Regions from separate parts of the Pan troglodytes genome. Here region 2 is linked to region 1. The links are chromatin contacts, called in public Hi-C maps. All regions are on one chromosome and are shown on one strand. Each heading gives the region's core, a stretch centred on a gene start, on an enhancer-like site or on the middle of the called end of the contact. The rest is flanking DNA. Distances are from core to core; before and after follow the strand shown. Region 1 overlaps RAB31 (RAB31, member RAS oncogene family). Region 2 holds the start of PPP4R1 (protein phosphatase 4 regulatory subunit 1).

Region 1 (4,861 bases), core at 1,801-4,300:
GGACCTCTTTGGGGGACACTATTCTGCCCACCACACTCCAGTTTCTCTGCTGCTCAGAACAGTGCCTGCCACATACTGAGCGTTCAAACAGTGAGATACTGTTTGTTGAATGAATGAATACATTTGATGTAAACCTGTGTCTTAATTATATCAACTGAAGCAACGTTTCATTTCAGAGAAGCAACACAGGAATGGAAAATGCATGGAATTTGGAGTCAAGACCTGTGTTCAAAGTCTTTTCCACCATTTAAGAGCTGTGTGTCGACTGGGCACAGTGGCTCACGCCTGCAATCCCAGCACTTTGGGAGGCCGAGGCGGGCGGATCACGAGGTCAGGAGATCGGGACCATCCTGGCTAACATGGCGAAACCCCGTCTCTACTAAAAAAATACAAAAAAAGTAGCCAGGTGTGGTGGCAGGCGTCTGTAGTCCCAACTACTCGGGAGGCTGAGGCAGGAGAATGGCGTGAACCCGGGAGGCGGAGCTTGCAGTGAGCCGAGATGGCGCCACTGCACTCCAGCCTGGGCAACACAGAGAGACTCCGTCTCAAAAAAAAAAAAAAAAAAAAAAAAAAGAGCTGTGTGTCTTTGGGCAATTCACTTAACCATGCTGAGCCTCAGTTTTCTCATCTGAGTAACAGGAACAACTCTGTCTTCTCTCCCTGGTTTCACAGGGTTATTGACTTTTATTACATGCATTCAGTCATTAAATATTTGTCGAGTCCTTGCTATGGTCCAGATAGGGATTCAGGGAAGGGTTCTCAGGGAGGGTGGCAGTTGATTAAAGGTGTGACAGAAGTGAGGGAGGGGCCTTGAGGATGCTGGTGGAGGAGGGTCCAGGCTGCTAGAAGGCGTCAGGGAAGGTGCGGAGGCTCGGTGGGCCTGCCTCTGTGTTTAGGGAGCAGCGAGAAGGCCGGGGCTGGAGACAAGCAGGGGAGGGGCCCGAGAAGGGACCAGGGCCCACCCAAGATGCCACAGAATGGAGCTTGGCTTTTATACTAAATTTGAAGGATTCTGAACAGGGAAGTGAAACAATTGGATTTATATAGGAAGAAATCAATCACTCTGATGTTCAGTTAACATAAGATGATGTCAAGTATTTGCTTCAAAAGACTCCAGGGGTAGGAATGGAGCGGGAGGTGAGACGAGGTAGAAAGGAAGCCAGTGGTCCATGTGTTAGTGGTGATCTTGAAGTCAGGGGATGAGAAGATGGAAGTCCATTATTCTAGTCTCTCTTCTTGTGGATATGCTTGAAAATTTCCACAGTGAAAGTTAAAAATAAATACATTCTGTGGTCAGTGTAAATAAATATCATAATCCAGCACTTCAAAACAGGATCTCTCTGGTGGCTGTGTGGCCAGTTTGGAGCTCACTGGATATCTGAAGGCTCTTGTGGAAACTTTGGACTTCCAGTCAAGGCAAGACGAACTTTGCTCGGACAGGAGGGAGGTGCGGCTGCGTGAGAGCTGGGGCTGGGTCTGAAGGCCGTGCTGGCTAGCCTGGGTTGGCACACAGCAAAGTGCAGAGTCTGGGGCTCTAGGCACATTGGGGTAAATGACACCGTATGTTTTTGAGTGCATCTGGTGTGATGGGGCCTGTTCGGAGGCCTCCTCAGGGCTGTGCAGCGAAGATACTGTCCCACACATTGGGGTCTTGTCTTGAACATGGTACGCTTACTGTGGCCCTGAGGCTAAGGATGGGAGAGACCAAACCAACCTGGGCAGATCGGAGAGAGGGCAAGATGAGACTAACTTTCTATGATCGTCGTGGCCATCCTGGCTTTCCCCGCAAATGCATAGCACGGTGGCTGTGTATGATGTGAATAGACATACCTAGGAGTGGGGTGGGGCATAGTTCTGGAGTTTTAGGAAACTCCACTTGTTTGCCAACATGCAGGTATATGAGCTGACGTTCACTGCCCTTGGACAATTTCATGGGTGGGAAAAAATGCATTTCTACAGCATCTTAAATCATTGATTTCTTTTTTATACATTATTCTAGGGATTGGAATATTCCAGTTCATTACATTGTCTTTTAAAAAAACACTAATCCAGCGGGGTGCAGTGGCTCATGCCTTTAATTCCAGCACTTTGGGAGGCCAAGGCAAAAAGATCACTTGAGCCTCGGAGTTTTCAAACCAGCCTGGGCAACATAGCGTGAACTTGTCTCTATAAAAACTTAAAAAAAAAAATTAACTGGATATGGTGGCACACACCTGTAGTCCCAGGTACCTGGGAGGCTGAGATGAGAGGATTACTTGAGCCCAGGAGGTTGAGGCTGCAGTGAGCCGTGGTGGCACCACTGTACTCCATCCTGGACGACAGAGCGAGACCCTGTCCCAGTCAATCAATAAAAGTAATCCATGCCTTCCTCCCAACATCGTTTTTGTGGAAAGATGTTTGGATTTGTGTTGTGTCATTTTCTGCTAAATGAGGCTTGCAGCACATTTGTCAGAAAGGAGTCAGGTGCTCATCAGGTCTCTTCTAAAACCCAGCTTCCTCCTGGTACTGTTGCTTCCTCCTGGTACTGTTGCTTCAACCCTTGGATCCCTGAATGCTGAGAAAGCTTTTTGGCTCTAACAACACATTCAAAGAAAAATGAAAGAAAAGGAAAAAAAGAAAAAGACACCCCCTGTCATTGCAGAAGTAATGTATTATGATATAATAGAAAGGTTTTTTGAATAATTCAGAAACAGCAAAGCAAGTGGTGGTTTGTCTGTACTGCCATTATTCAGAGAGAACATCTTAACAGTTCGATGTATTGTCTCCCAGTCCCGTTTCATTCAACTCTGCATACACTCGGGTTTTAGGACATCTGAGTAGGCATATTAACTAGGCCTCTGCTTTTCTGTGGAGAGAGAGGGTCTATGTAAAAGTCGGAAGCATTCTTCTGAATGGCACAGAAAGAACATTCAGTAATGTGTTTTTCCATTCAACTTTTGCCAGCTGAGAATGTTGAGAATTTCAGGAATTTTCTTCTACCCCTTCTCTCTTTGTTTGAATCCCAGTGGACCTTGGGCTCTTTTTGGCATCTGCCCTTGACTCTCCCTTATGGTGGCCTTGCACCTGACCTGCCACAGAGCAGCATAGGCGCCCAGGCCGAGCCTGAGCGACTCAACAGGGACAGAGCGTCCTCTGGAAATCATAATACAAAGCCCATCACTCCGAGTTCCTGGACCTGATGCCAGAGCATTCTGGCTTGGATAATTCTCATCTGGGAGGCAGAGCCCAGCTGGAGCTGTGCTTGTTGGGAAACTTCATGTATTTTCCACCACTGCTCATTCCCAACTTGCAGGATTTTGCTGCTGTAGAATTTACGATGCCACAAACCTGCATTTAAGGAATGTTGCCTGAGGCAGAGTAGGTGGTCTAAAGGGTTAGGAGATTTCCTGGAATAAGACTTTCCACTGTGCTGCTGAGGTGTGTGTGTGTGTGTGCACGCGTGGGTGTGCGAGCACATAAGGCAGTACAGGATGGGAAAACAAGTGTAGTACACACTACAGGGAAGGCGAGAGCCTCCATCCTGAGCCTGTTTTTACCTTGGCCGTGAGCTCTGGAGGGTTGTCACAGAGCTGGAAAAACCTCAGCTTTGTCTCTGACCCCACCCACTGCACCAGTTTCACAAAATAAGAAAAGTAGGATAGAGCCAAGCCAAGCCTCAGGACTCTCTTTGAGTCCAGTTCTCTTCACTTCCCCAAAGGTGATTCTCGATCACGCTAGGTCCCTAGATGTTAATAAATACTACTTGAAAAAAAGATTTTAAAAATGAATGGGAATTCTGAACTAAAACCAAAATAAATAGGTTTCTTTACTGTAGAAAATTTTCAGAGCCTTTAATGCACTAATTATGCTTTGTAAACCTCCAGGGAAGCATTATTATATGTGGTGTTTCTCAAACTTATTTGGCCAGGAAACCTTTTTTCCTGGCCACCTCCACGTGGCCTGGTGTTCTGCAGAAGACCCTCAGGAAAATACCACACTAGGCTGTCTTGCCTCATGTGCCATTTAATATTTTACAAACACCTAAGTCTAATTGCTGCTGGATATTCCATCATATGGCTAAGCCAAAATTTATGTGTCCATTCTTTAATTGTTAGACATTGAGATTGCTTACAGTTTTTCAGCATCATTGATAAATCTCAAATGAATTCTGGTTACTTTGTAACCATCTCTGATTATTCCCTTAAGAGGTGGAATTGTCAAATCAAAGTATCTGAACATTTGCAAGATTCTTCAAACACATTGTCCAGCTGCTTTCCAGAAAGGTCATGCTCGTTTATTTTCTACCAGCTGCGGGCAGGGTTAATGTCCATCTGCGAAAGCTGAGCAGCCGGAGAAGCTCCAAGAGCCTGAAGAAGGCCGTTCCCGTCTCCCCTGCCACAGGGACCTCCAGCAATTAGAAAACAAATAATCACACACACTAAGGACATAAACAGCTATTTCTTTTGAGGAGACACACTGGGTTTTCACAGTTCCCTGTGCCGTTTCTAAATAATTGAATGACATCTGAAAAATTTCTCAACATTTTAATTTGGTCTTCTAGATGTTTTGCTGGGTAGTCAGGGAAGAAGGGATTTTGAATTGGCATCTGTTGTGCTAATTTTCAAATAACCTTTCAAGGTAAGATGTAAAAATAAAGCTTTATCAGCCTCTTGTGACTGTGAACTTTATTTCCAGAAGAATCTTTTTATGTGAGCATTCCATCAGTCTTATTTCTGACCCCACAGGAATTGAATTATGTCATGTTGAGGACTGAGGCTGATTGTGGTGCTTTTGTTTTCTATTTGTAAGGGGGAAAAGCATAAACATTGTAGACTAGAAGTGATTTATCTTTTTGTCCTCCACCAAGATCACCCTTTGGTCA
Region 2 (5,347 bases), core at 2,800-5,299, 200 kb before region 1:
GTCAACCAAGATTCTAGAGCTTGACCAGAAAATAAGTTCTTCCCATCCCAAGGGCCAACTTACACCTAGCTTGGCTGAAGTAGTAGGACTTGTTTACAACTACTCTGGAGGTTGGGCTCCATACTCTGGAGTTTTGCCATAGACAAAGAAACTCAGGCTCACGAGATAACAACCGTGTTATAAGGGCAGCCCAAGCTCCGTTCCTCTACCTTTGGGTCCTCTACCTTCTCCAGCTTCTCCAGGAGGTGACAGCTTTCTCAGTCCTTTACCAACCATCTTGCTCTCTAAGGAGGCACCATGGCCCAGTGTTCCCCCTCATTCTTTCTCCCTTCACAAAAGATGGGAAGTGGTCCTTCAACTGGCCATATGTCCAAAAGTCCTTTGTTCCTGAATATTCTGGGTAAAGGTATCACCTGTAAAAACTTTAGTAACTGAGAAAAATAAGCAATTACTCTAACAAAGCCTTCAACCAAATTATGAATATGCAAATAACTATTGTGCCTTCAATGTCTGTTTTATCCTAAATTAAAATGCACAGGAAACAGAATCTTTAAAAAGTTAGTTGCAGCCGGGCGCAGTGGCTCACGCCTGTAATCCCAGCACTTTGGGAGGCCAAGGCAGGTGGATCACCTGAGGTCGGGAGTTCGAGACCAGCCTGATCAACATGGAGAAACCCCATCTCTACTAAAAGTACAAAATTAGCCAGGCGTGGTGGCACATGCCTGTAATCCCAGTTAGTTACTCGGGAGGCTGAGGCAGGAGAATCACTTGAACCCGGGAGGCAGAGGTTGCGGTGAGCCGAGATCGCGCCATTGCACTCCAGCCTGGGCAACAAGAGTGAAACTCCATCTCAAAAAAAAAAAAAAAATTTAGTTGCGAGCATTGGCAGCATCTTTAAATACCTTCATTCTGTAAGGTTCAACATCAGTGTTTCCTTCTCTGCTCTTCTTTTAAGCTTCCCTTGCTCTTTTCTCATAACAGCAAACATAATCATAATCATCGCTGTTTACCAGGAATTGTTCCAAGTGCTTCAAAGGCACTAACTTATGTACAGCCTTGAACAACTCTATGAAGTAGGTAATATTTCTTATGCCTACTTACAAATGACAAAACTGAGGCATAGGGAGGTTAAGTGAGTTGCCCAAGTCTGCCCAAAAAGACACTGCTAAGACGAACAGAGCAGCCTGGCTCCAGTGGTAACTGTAATACTGTACTGTACACCTAGATTCAAAACTGCTTGTAAACCACTAGAGGGCATGGGTTGTGCCCATCTTTCTCAAAGCTCCATCCCCAGTACCTGGCAGAGTGTTGAAACTCATGGTTGAATTTTTCACAGGTATGCCTTCCCCTCTACACTGTGCTTCTTGGGGGCTAAGGAAGAAACTGACACTGCATTTCATCCTTCAGGAGTGAGAAGTTTTTGCTCCAGTCATAAATACTTGCTGAATAAATGAATCTTCTATTTACGAAGCCGAACATAAATATAAAAAGCCCTCCTCGAGGTAACATAATCAGGGCCATTTCTCCAATCCTAACCTGGCAAGAGATCTGAAATCAACAGCTGCCTTAAATAATATCTCAAACTTACTATTAGGCAGATAAGTGGCTTAAGGTAAACATTAAATAAAATGTTAAAGCTGCCCTTCACTACATGAGTACTGCTCCCTTTAAGAGAGCTGTTTTGAGCCACCTCACTAAAAACACAGACTTAGCAAAAGTTTGGATGTGGTTCATTTACTTTAAAGATAAATTATTCGTTTCAGATAATCCATCTAAATAGTAAATCCCCCTTACTTTACTCAAAACAACCAGGAATCTAAAAATTAAGTTTACTCTGAGTAAGGGAACCACATTAGACAATGCTAAGGATTAACTACAGAGTATTTAAAAGAGTAATTTCAAACTGCAGCCATCTCTGAAATTACTTATACAGGTATTAGACAGTCAATCTCAGCATCCAGTAGGCTTTCCACTAAACAGACCACAATCCTACTATGGTTATCATCTCAACTCAGAACAATTTCTTGGTCCCTTATGTATCCCATGATCTTCGCTTATATATTTGGCACACTCTTCATTTTTAAAATGCATCTCAAAACCTATTGATTTTTTGATGGGTCACTATTTTGGAAGATTAGCGTGAATAGAAACTATTTTAAGTTAACTGCAATTGGTCACTTCTTTCAATACAAACCTGCTTAACTCTTTTGTCTTTTCTATCGTGACCCAAATTATTTTCTGAGGCTTAGAAAAGTACACATAAGACGAAAAATTCCTTTCTAAATATCAATTCCGTCGCCATCAGCAAATGTCAGAAACTTTGTCTTTTTAAAAATAAAAGCGTCAACTCTTTAAAAACTTCAGTACCTCAAAGGAAAGCTGCACTGTTAACACTGAAGGAGGGCTGGGTGATTTCTGAACATCCGCATTAAAGAAATATGCTCTCCAAACCTAGTAATTCCTGAGGAGGCCACACCTTCTAACCTTCTCGTAATCCACTAATCAAATCGGGAGCAATCTAAAAACTGCTACCAGCCAAAGTAAAATGACAGGTATGTCATCCTCAAACAATCCAAAACCGGGTCGGGGAGCCCAGACGGCTAGCCGGGGCCCAGGCTGCCCCCCGGGCGCTCCTGGAAGGGCGACTCTAAGGAAACACACCTCCCGCGCGAGCCTCTTCCTTCCTAGAGTGACGGGGGAAGGGGACACCAGGGGCAGAAACACACGCAAACCCCACTTCAAATCCTGCCCCACCGCTTCTTCCAAAACAGCCGCGCCACTGCTGAGCCCGCAGGCGATTCGGGGGCGCCGGGAGAAGAGAGCGAAGGGCGGAAAGCGAACTTGGGCGTTACTCCGGGCGTCTCCCTCCCCCAGCGGAACCTGGGCGCGCCGTTTCCTCACGGACGCGAGATTTTCCCTCCAGATCGCCACCCCAGCCCGCCTGGGGCCGCCCTCGCCCACCGTCCCCTCAGCCAGCCAGGGCCCGGCCCAGGCCTCGCCGCCGCCCGCCCTCCCCGGCCGCTCCCCGCGGAGTGCCAGGCCACCGCGAGGCCGGGCCACTCACATCCGTCTGCGTCCTCCTGCAGGTCCTCCTGAAGCAGCGAGAGGTCTGCGCCGAGGGGAGAGAAGAAAGGCCCGGTCAGCGCCCCGGGGCCCGGCGCGACGCCCCCCCCGCCCGCCCCCCCCGCCCCGGGGGCGCCTTCCCGCGCCGGGACCCCACGCCGGCCCCGGCCCGGCAGCCACTCAGGGCTGCGGCGGAGGGCGGGTGGGCTCGAGGAGCCGCCGCCGCCCGGAGAACAGGGGGCCACGTACCCGCCATCTTGTGGTCGCCCCCTCCTCCGCGGCCGCCCGGGGATCCGGGGCTACATGGAGCGGCGCGAGCCGGGGAGCCGGTGGACGCGCGCGGGAGGGGCGGCGGGGAGGAGGAGGGCCGGGCTGGCGGGGGCGCGCGCGCGGGGCGGGCCGAGGGCCCGGGCCTGCCGCGGGCGGCGCGGCTCCCGGCCGCCCGGGCCCCCGGCCGCGCCCCGCCCCGCCTGCCCCTCCGCGCGGCTCCCGGGCGACCGGCGCTCCCGCCTCCCGCCTTTCCCGCTCCTTGCCGGGCCCCGGCCCGGCGACGCGCGCTCACACCCTCCTCCCGAGCCGCCCTCACGCCGAGCGCTGCGGACGGGGGCGCGCAACCTGCCGCCGGCCGGGACCCTGCGGCGAGTGCCGGAACCCGGCCGGGCGGGGCCTCCCGCGGCCCGGCCGCTTTATTGGGTCACCGGCCTCGCCCACCGCCCTGCCAGCCGCAGCCATCTCAGCGGGCGCGCCGCTCGCAGCCAGCGCCCCATCCCCAGGCCTGCACGTACGTCGTCGGCGATCCGGGGCCGGGGGCGGCTCCGAGGTCGTCGGGGCCGGGGTCCCACCTCCTCTTGGAGGAAGCGCCGCCTTCCCACCCGCCCGGGGCCCTCGCCAAGTGGCTGCTAACAAAGCCCAGGGCCCGGCTGCGGGATGGTTGACTGACAAAGTCATGCCTGCCTAGCCAGCTTCCTCGTGCAGCACGGTGAAGGCTGGGGCGCCGGGTTTTTACTCCCACGTCCTGCCAACTCGAGCTGACAAGGCGGGCAATCCACCAGCGGGAGCGTTGGCAGGCCCGGGGTCAGATCCTGATTCAGCCAGTTAATTGGTAGGAGTGGGGCCCATTTGTAGAATGAAGGTGATAACTGCTTCGTGGGGTTATTGGCATTAAATGAAGAATGTAGGGAACCTAGCATGGTTCTTGATGTCTAGGAGGTGCTCGGTGAAGGGTGCCTATGATTCGCTTTGTCTTCTAAATACTTTTGGCAGCACTTGAGGTGTTAAAGTCTGTATCCCAGACTTTATTTGTCTTGTTGTTTTACGTGACTTAAGCGATTAGCTCAAACGCCCAAGTACAAAATGGGGCTAAACCCAGGTTTTCCGACACGGTTCTACCTCCATGGCTCTATCTCCAGCTCCACCCAAGGCCTCCAAAATGGTGGTCTCCTAAAGTGACCAACAAAACACCAAGCTGTGTCATGGTGCCACTTTGGCGATGTGGTCTCTTAGGAGAGGGAATTCTAAGTAGTTAATTAGCTTGTTCCTTTCTACGTTGTAGTCTTGACCAAGGACAATGTGTTGGCATTTAATGCCACTGAAGATTTAAGAGACTAAGGAATCAGATCCTCTGAGATTCCTAAATCTGTGTAATAAAATGGGTTCTACACATAGCTATTCCAAAAAAATCAGTCAGATATTACTAACAAGATAGACAGATTATAATCTGTATGAAATTTCTAGGAGTAATAAAAATCAGAATAGACCCCGTAACCCCGAGTATGTGTCTAATTTTCTCAACTATAAAATAATTAAAACTAAAGGCCTTTCTCTTCCTCCCTTGGTGAATGCCCTTATGTGAATTCAGCTGACACACTCAGAATGACAAAGGAGTTAGAAATTCACATCAACAGCAATTGGTCCCAACTGACTCAAACCATGAGACTTCTGCCCTGCTAAGATACCTTGTCAGTATCTACCACTTTAGCAATTCTGGGTAAATGGGGGAAGAAAGAGCCAAATCAGCTCTTTTTTTTTTTTTTTCATTAAAAAGCAAATTTTTTTTAGAGCCAGAGTCTTGCCTTACGTAGCCCAGGCTGGAGTGCAGTGGCACAATCATGACTCACTGTAACCTCGAACTCCTGGCCTCAAGAGATCCTCCCATCTCAGCCTCCCAAGTAACTGGAACTAAAGGCACAGGCCACTCCACCTGGCCAATTTATTTTTAAAATTTTTTAGGGACGTGGTTCTACTGTGTTGCCCAGGTGGGTCTTGAACTCCTGCCCTCAAGCAA

Evidence for each region. Hi-C and Micro-C count contacts between places; a contact is called where the count stands out from the background.
Region 2: a contact with region 1 is called in a Hi-C map of stem cell-derived neural progenitor cells, with 2.2 times the contacts expected there. The contact joins the promoter of PPP4R1 here to the enhancer-like site in region 1. A contact is called at or near these places in 1 of 7 Hi-C or Micro-C datasets (stem cell-derived neural progenitor cells) and 1 of 1 datasets of contacts at active chromatin or transcription factors (stem cell-derived excitatory neurons).

The regions. Positions count from the first base shown.
Region 1 is chr17:21,087,185-21,092,045 of NHGRI_mPanTro3-v2.0_pri, reverse strand. All of the region lies in intron 3 of RAB31 (RAB31, member RAS oncogene family), which reads left to right. Among named protein-coding and RNA genes, the nearest start is that of TXNDC2, 77 kb to the right of the region's middle. Within about 2 kb of position 3,050, at least 12 of the 24 cell types and tissues checked have an H3K27ac peak or open chromatin away from gene starts, as enhancers often do. A contact at or near this core is called in stem cell-derived neural progenitor cells, where this site is marked.
Region 2 is chr17:21,283,205-21,288,551 of NHGRI_mPanTro3-v2.0_pri, reverse strand. PPP4R1 (protein phosphatase 4 regulatory subunit 1) reads right to left here and starts at 4,049. Exons shown (of 20, transcript XM_009433642.4): 1 at 3,849-4,049; 2 at 3,065-3,109. The coding sequence starts at 4,011. It overlaps LOC104003075 (a long non-coding RNA gene), which reads left to right and starts at 4,080. Exons shown (of 3, transcript XR_002940493.3): 1 at 4,080-4,165.